2 separate regions of the Mus musculus genome follow, and region 1 is linked to region 2. The links are chromatin contacts, called in public HiChIP or PLAC-seq maps. All regions are on one chromosome and are shown on one strand. The core of a region is the stretch at or near the end of the contact, and the rest is flanking DNA. Distances in the headings are between cores, read along the strand shown. Region 1 overlaps Spon1 (spondin 1, (f-spondin) extracellular matrix protein). Region 2 has its middle 33 kb from the start of Gm39072.

Region 1 (2,867 bases), core at 118-2,617, 370 kb after region 2:
TGTGTGTTTTGGTGGCTTGGAGGTGTTTTAGGTTTTGGTGACGGGGTTGTTTCTCTCTCTCTCTCTCTCTCTCTCTCTCTCTCTCTGTGTGTGTGTGTGTGTGTGTGTGTGTGTGTGTGTGTGTTACTTCCAACGGGTGAAAGACATGTTGAAATTTGAAAGAAGTATTATATGGGGAATACCTTCCCACACTTTACCTGCCCCTCAGACTTTCTGAGACCCAGTGGAAACAAAGATAAAAAAAAAGGAAGGAAGGAAGGAAGAAAGAAAGAGAGAGAGAGAGAGAGAGAGAGAGAGAGAGAGAGAGAGAGAGAGAGAGAAAGAAAGAAAGAAAGAAAGAAAGAAAGAAAGAAAGAAAGAAAAAACAAAAAATTAATTGATGGCAAACACTCAGTTCACAAACAGCCCAAACCTTTCCACCCCACACTATGGGCTCATTTAGGGAAAGGAATTTTCCTTTGATTTTCCCAAACCCTCTATTCCCCTTTCCTTTCCAAATCTCATTAGGAAGTCAAATTAGGAAGCCTGCACGAAGCCAGGTTTTGTTTTGCACTAACAACCCCGCCCCCCCACCACCCCCATTCTCCCCCCCCCCCCCATCCCCATCCCTGCAAGTCTGATGGAGGTTAATGGGATTCCAGCCTCTTCACCCAGTGGAAAAGCCAGGGTGACCTACTTTGCAAAGCACTGCCTGTTGAAACTGACTTTTTTTCTCAGCAGTCTTCATCCGCATTCCCAGCACCCCTTCTCAAAGGGCAGGAGCGGATGAACGAATCAACGGTGACATGTTTGATTCAATAAATCAAGCCAGAGCCCTGACAGCCCAATGTTCGGGTAGAGACAGGGAAAGACGAATTCCGAGCAAAGCCGCATCCTTCACTGGTTCTTTGCAAACACAAGTGAGAAACAGTTCCTGCAATCATTGTGAATTTGCACTACTCCAGGGTGGTCTGAATGCTAAGAATTACCGGAACTTTCAAAGATATTCATCTCCTGGAAAGGACTGGCATTCCCCCTAAATTATTCCCACCCATTCCTCTTGGTTATCTCTTGCTTAGACAATGGCCGGTGTTTGTGAGATCAGCGGTGCAAAGACTGGGTCTACTTCTCCAGAAATGAAACCAGAAACAGCCCTCGGATTCCGAGGTCCCTCTTGCCTCCTCCTAGCAAGAGTCACCTGGGTCCATCGACGCCCGTGGGGTAGTAAAGGAACTCGGACTTGAGCAGGTGGTAGATCTGCATGTCCAGATGGACTTGGAATCCCAAATACCTTCTGGTTAGAAACTAATGTTGCAAAAACTTGACAAACCCTGATCCGCCAGCACCGTGCTTCAGTCTAATGAATGGCTTGGGCGCCCCCTAGTGGCTTAATAGAGTTCCTGCACTTGAGAAAACAAATTGAGACCAAAGTAAAACCTTTTAAAAACTATTACTAGGTAGGTCTCACTGGTGAGGATTTGTAACTTAGAAGGCAAGGACCAGAGTGTAGATTGATCATAAAATCATCTCTCGCCTCTTTTCCTCTGTGGTATTTTGGGAAGTTTTGCTGAAAATGAGGCACTGTACTGTCAGGAACCAATGAGAAGCCATTTCTTCACAGTTAAATACACTGGTCCCATATTGCAGGTTTAGTAACTACAAGGAAAGGTGGGGTTAAAAGCACTCGCTTCTCTGCCCTCATCCCATGCACCTCACCCTCTCAGAGGTCAGGAAAGACATTTCTTCATGTACATATTTATTTTTAATTTATGTGTGTGTAAACTGTTCATAACTTTACTAGGACTGGGTCTTTTTCTCAGAGATGTGGCTTATCACTGTGTAGATGCTGACACTTTTCAATTATGCTGGATGGGGACACTTTTATGACACTCTTATTTTTCTTGGCACCAGAGGTCTTCTGATTCACATCTTAGGTGCCCTCCAGAAAGCTAGAGGCTTGGTCTCCAGCTGTGGCATTCTTAAGAGGTGATGGAAACTTTAAGACTTGGTAAAAAGGCTCACTGGTGGTGGTGCACACCTTTAATCCCAGCACTCTGAGGCAGAGGCAGCTGGAGCTCTGAGTTTGAGGCCAGCCTGGTCAACAGAGTGAGTTCTAGGACAGCCTGGGCTACACAGCGAAACTCTGGGGCAGGGGAGGATGGAAAGAAGTTAGGCCTGTGGAGGTGTGTGCCTGGAACATCTGCTAGGACCCACCTATCCACCCACCCCTCACCCCACCCCAACCCACCCCACCCCTCACCACCTTCTTGTAGCCCCACCATGGTGCACTACGCTGCCCAGTCACAAGGAAATGTGGTCAGGTGACCATGGATTAAAATCTCTGACACCATTAGCCAAAACAAGTTTTTCTTCTTCAAAGACATTTTTCTCCAATGTTTTGTCAGTGGCAGTGGCAGAAAGCCAGAACGAGAGGGTCCATGGAGACTTTTACATTTTGAAATATTTGTGTATAGATATAATGACATGCCTCGGTGACAGGACCCAAATTTCAGCATGCGACAGGTTGCATGCACACCTTTTACAGGAGAATACGTTTGCACAATATTTGAATGCATCTGCCATTTGCCTGTGACCCATCGTGTGGGGTCAAGCGTGGAACTCCCTATTTGGGTTTCATGTTACCGCTCAGGAAGCTTCAGATTTGGGGGGTTTTAAGATTTGTAATACCAAGCAGTTCTGGTCATTACCCACAAGTGTTAACTGATGTTAATTCAATCTGTTTCTTTTGTGGTTGCTTTTCCTGTTTCAAATCTGAGAAAGGAAACATTTCTTTTCTCTTCTTTTCTTTTTATCCCCACCTTGAAAAGTAACATTTCTTAGTAGACACTTTTCTTAAATGTTTGACATTTCTCTACAGTCTGGATATT
Region 2 (2,818 bases), core at 270-2,769:
GCCCTTTAACATAGTTCCTCATGTCGTGGAGACCCCCAACCATAACATTTCATTGCAACTTCATAACTATAATTTTTCTACTGTTATGAATTATAATGCAAATATCTGTTATGTAGGATATTTGATATGTGACCCACAAAGGAGTGGTGACCCACAGATGAGAACCACTGCTTTAAGGCCTGCCCTCTGTGATCCATGGCCCACCCCACCCCCACCCCCAGTCTACCTCCTATCTCAAGTCCATTACTTCCCCAAGCAGCGCCAGCTGTGAACCCAGGGTCTAAGTCTCAGCCTGAGGGGCACCCTTCACATTCAAATCTTAGGCCTGGGGAAGAAAGTTCTTCAGATATGGGGCTGGGGGAGAGCAGGTGGGATCTTTTGGTGTCAGCTGAAGGGAAAACTGAAGAGAACCCAGAGTATGGCAGGAACCCCATTTTACATGAGAAAGAAAAGCAATGCATGCTGAGAGACCCAGACTGGGATCTGGATGGAAAGCAGGATACTGTGGCTGGGGAGGACTACCTGCTCTAGGCGGGGTGGGGGTGGGGTGGGGGTGGGGTGGGGGTGGGGTGGGGGTGGGGTGGGGGTGGGGTGGGGGTGGGGTGGGGAGTGGGGCAGGGCTTCCTTTGAGTCTTAGAAATGTGGATGACCTCTCATCTTTGATAGCTGTGCTAAAGGAGCTAAGCATTTAAGCCCAGGGTCACGTGTGCCAGACCCACAATGTAGGGACATCTCTGCCCATGCCTATAGCACACATAGATATGCAGACACGCACACGGACACATACTATATATAAACACACAAACATACAGAAGCACATACAGAAAATAAAGAGATCTAAACACCCAGAGACACACAAAGACATAGACAGATGCAAAAACACACACACAGTCACACAAATACCCACATAAATACAATGTGTGTATGTACAAACACAAATACACTACACAGTCACAAACACATGCTCAGAAGCAAATATGGAAACACACCTGAATACACATAAACAGACTCATACATCTAGACACAATTGCATACAAAGGCAAACCCAAATATACAGACATAAAAATATGTGCACAAAGAATCACACACAGATACACTACACACAGACATCACACACATAAACATATACAAATACACAGAAACACATACTAATGCAGAGACACACATAAGCACATAGACATACAAATGTGCACCAGTACACACACACACACACACACACACACACACAGGCAGAAACAGAAACATACACATAGATACAAAGACACACATGAGCTAGCTCTCTCTCTCTCTCTCTCCCTCTCTCTCTCTCTCTCTCTCTCTCTCTCTCTCTCTGTGTGTGTGTGTGTGTGTGTGTGTGTGGTCTGTGCCAGACCAAGGCCTTATGGTTTGGGCTTCTTTTGAGCAGGATCATACCTTGTATCTTGCTAGATTCCTGCACTTTTTGGGGCCACTGACAGCTCTGCCTGTGCGTCACCTCCCTGCCTGGGAGCTGCTTGCCATCATTGTCACCTTCTAAAACAGTTCCTGCTTATCAGACAGTGCAGTGTCTGGGAAGCTGTCAGAAGACAGATGCTTATGGTATCTGGTCTAAGGACAAGGGAATCACATAGCTTTGTTGCCTTTAATGAAATAGGGGTTGACTTGGAAGCTGATAGCAGGGGTTCTTAAAGGCTACTTCCTGCTAGGGCATCATGTTGGGCAGGATGCTGCTGTTGCTCTTAGGAAAACTTACTCAGGAAGAGATAGGACCACACTGCCTTTTTGTACTAAGGGCCCCAAATGTGTATGTATGTGTTGTTCCTCAGCATTTGAGAACTAAAGATCACTAAGAAATTTTGATATTAAGGCAAGGAGAAAAAGAATCAGCTCAACATTAAGAACTTGGAATTACTACTATTCCCATTTTACAAAGGCACAGGAAGATGACATCACTGGCCCAGCCAACAGAGGTCTAAACTTGAATCCAGGTCTCCCTGACTAGTTCCCAATTAAGGATTTCCAGAGCTCTGTGTGGGCTGTTTCTACCAGTCCACCCCAGTTCCTTAGCCATGGCTATGCCCCCATTCACCTCTCTGCTGATGCAAAGCTTGCTTACCTGATGCACTCTGCTTAGTCTCCTAGGTTCTCCACTTCTGTTCTTTGGACCTAAGAGCTCACATCACATGCTTTGCTTTAAAGGCTGCAGGTTCATACGGTGATTGGAAAGTCTGACCGGAGAAGAGCCCTGCAGTCTGTGGGCTGTGATCCTGGCTCTACAGTCCTTGGTCTCCTTGTGAGACAGCTAAGGAATGCCCAGGTTACCATCACCCTTACATATTGCAGAGAGTAGAGGTCACCATGTTAAATGTTAAATGTTGAAAACTGACAGATAGTTCTACCATATTGCCTCAACCTCCATTTTGTAGCTCATGACTTAAACCTGACCTAATGTTTCTGGCCCTGACCAGAATGTCACGCTGTACCTTTCTGCAGAGCCTGTTAGATTCTAGAAATTCCCTAGCCTCCCTGCCTCTAGACCTAGCCAAGCAGCTCACAGGTCGGACAGCACTGCTTTGTCTAGATACCCTAAATGCTGCAAATGCACTTGTTTGTGGTGTTTCCCATAGAAAAACTGGCCCTGAGAACTGCCCAGGGTTGCAGCCTGGCTCTGGACTCCTGGCTGAGTCCCTGACTAGTCTTGGAATGTGTATTCAATAAACCTCCAATACCTCACTGAGATTGGTGTCTGAGTTGTTTGTGTGGCTAATCCTGAACCCTAATAACCACTGCTGCCCTCTCTTCCCTTTGTGTCCAGGCTGCTTCTATTAGGAATCTTTCT

Evidence for each region. HiChIP or PLAC-seq counts read pairs in DNA pulled down with a chosen protein or histone mark.
Region 1: an H3K27ac HiChIP or PLAC-seq map of heart atrium shows a contact between it and region 2, with 8 times the contacts expected there. The contact joins two enhancer-like sites. A contact is called at or near these places in 1 of 39 promoter capture datasets (cranial neural crest), 1 of 15 datasets of contacts at CTCF or cohesin (large pre-B cells), 6 of 484 Hi-C or Micro-C datasets (the HL-1 cell line, forebrain, nephron progenitors and 3 more), 7 of 115 datasets of contacts at active chromatin or transcription factors (bone marrow-derived macrophages, embryonic basal ganglia, embryonic forebrain and 4 more) and 1 of 9 other capture datasets (embryonic stem cells).

The regions. Positions count from the first base shown.
Region 1 is chr7:114,019,649-114,022,515 of GRCm38.p6, forward strand. The region is part of intron 7 of Spon1 (spondin 1, (f-spondin) extracellular matrix protein); the gene reads left to right. Among named protein-coding and RNA genes, the nearest start is that of Gm51454, 15 kb to the right of the region's middle. Within about 2 kb of position 1,368, at least 79 of the 459 cell types and tissues checked have an H3K27ac peak or open chromatin away from gene starts, as enhancers often do. A contact at or near this core is called in heart atrium, where this site is marked.
Region 2 is chr7:113,650,377-113,653,194 of GRCm38.p6, forward strand. No RefSeq gene overlaps it. Among named protein-coding and RNA genes, the nearest start is that of Gm39072, 33 kb to the right of the region's middle. Within about 2 kb of position 1,520, at least 6 of the 459 cell types and tissues checked have an H3K27ac peak or open chromatin away from gene starts, as enhancers often do. A contact at or near this core is called in heart atrium, where this site is marked.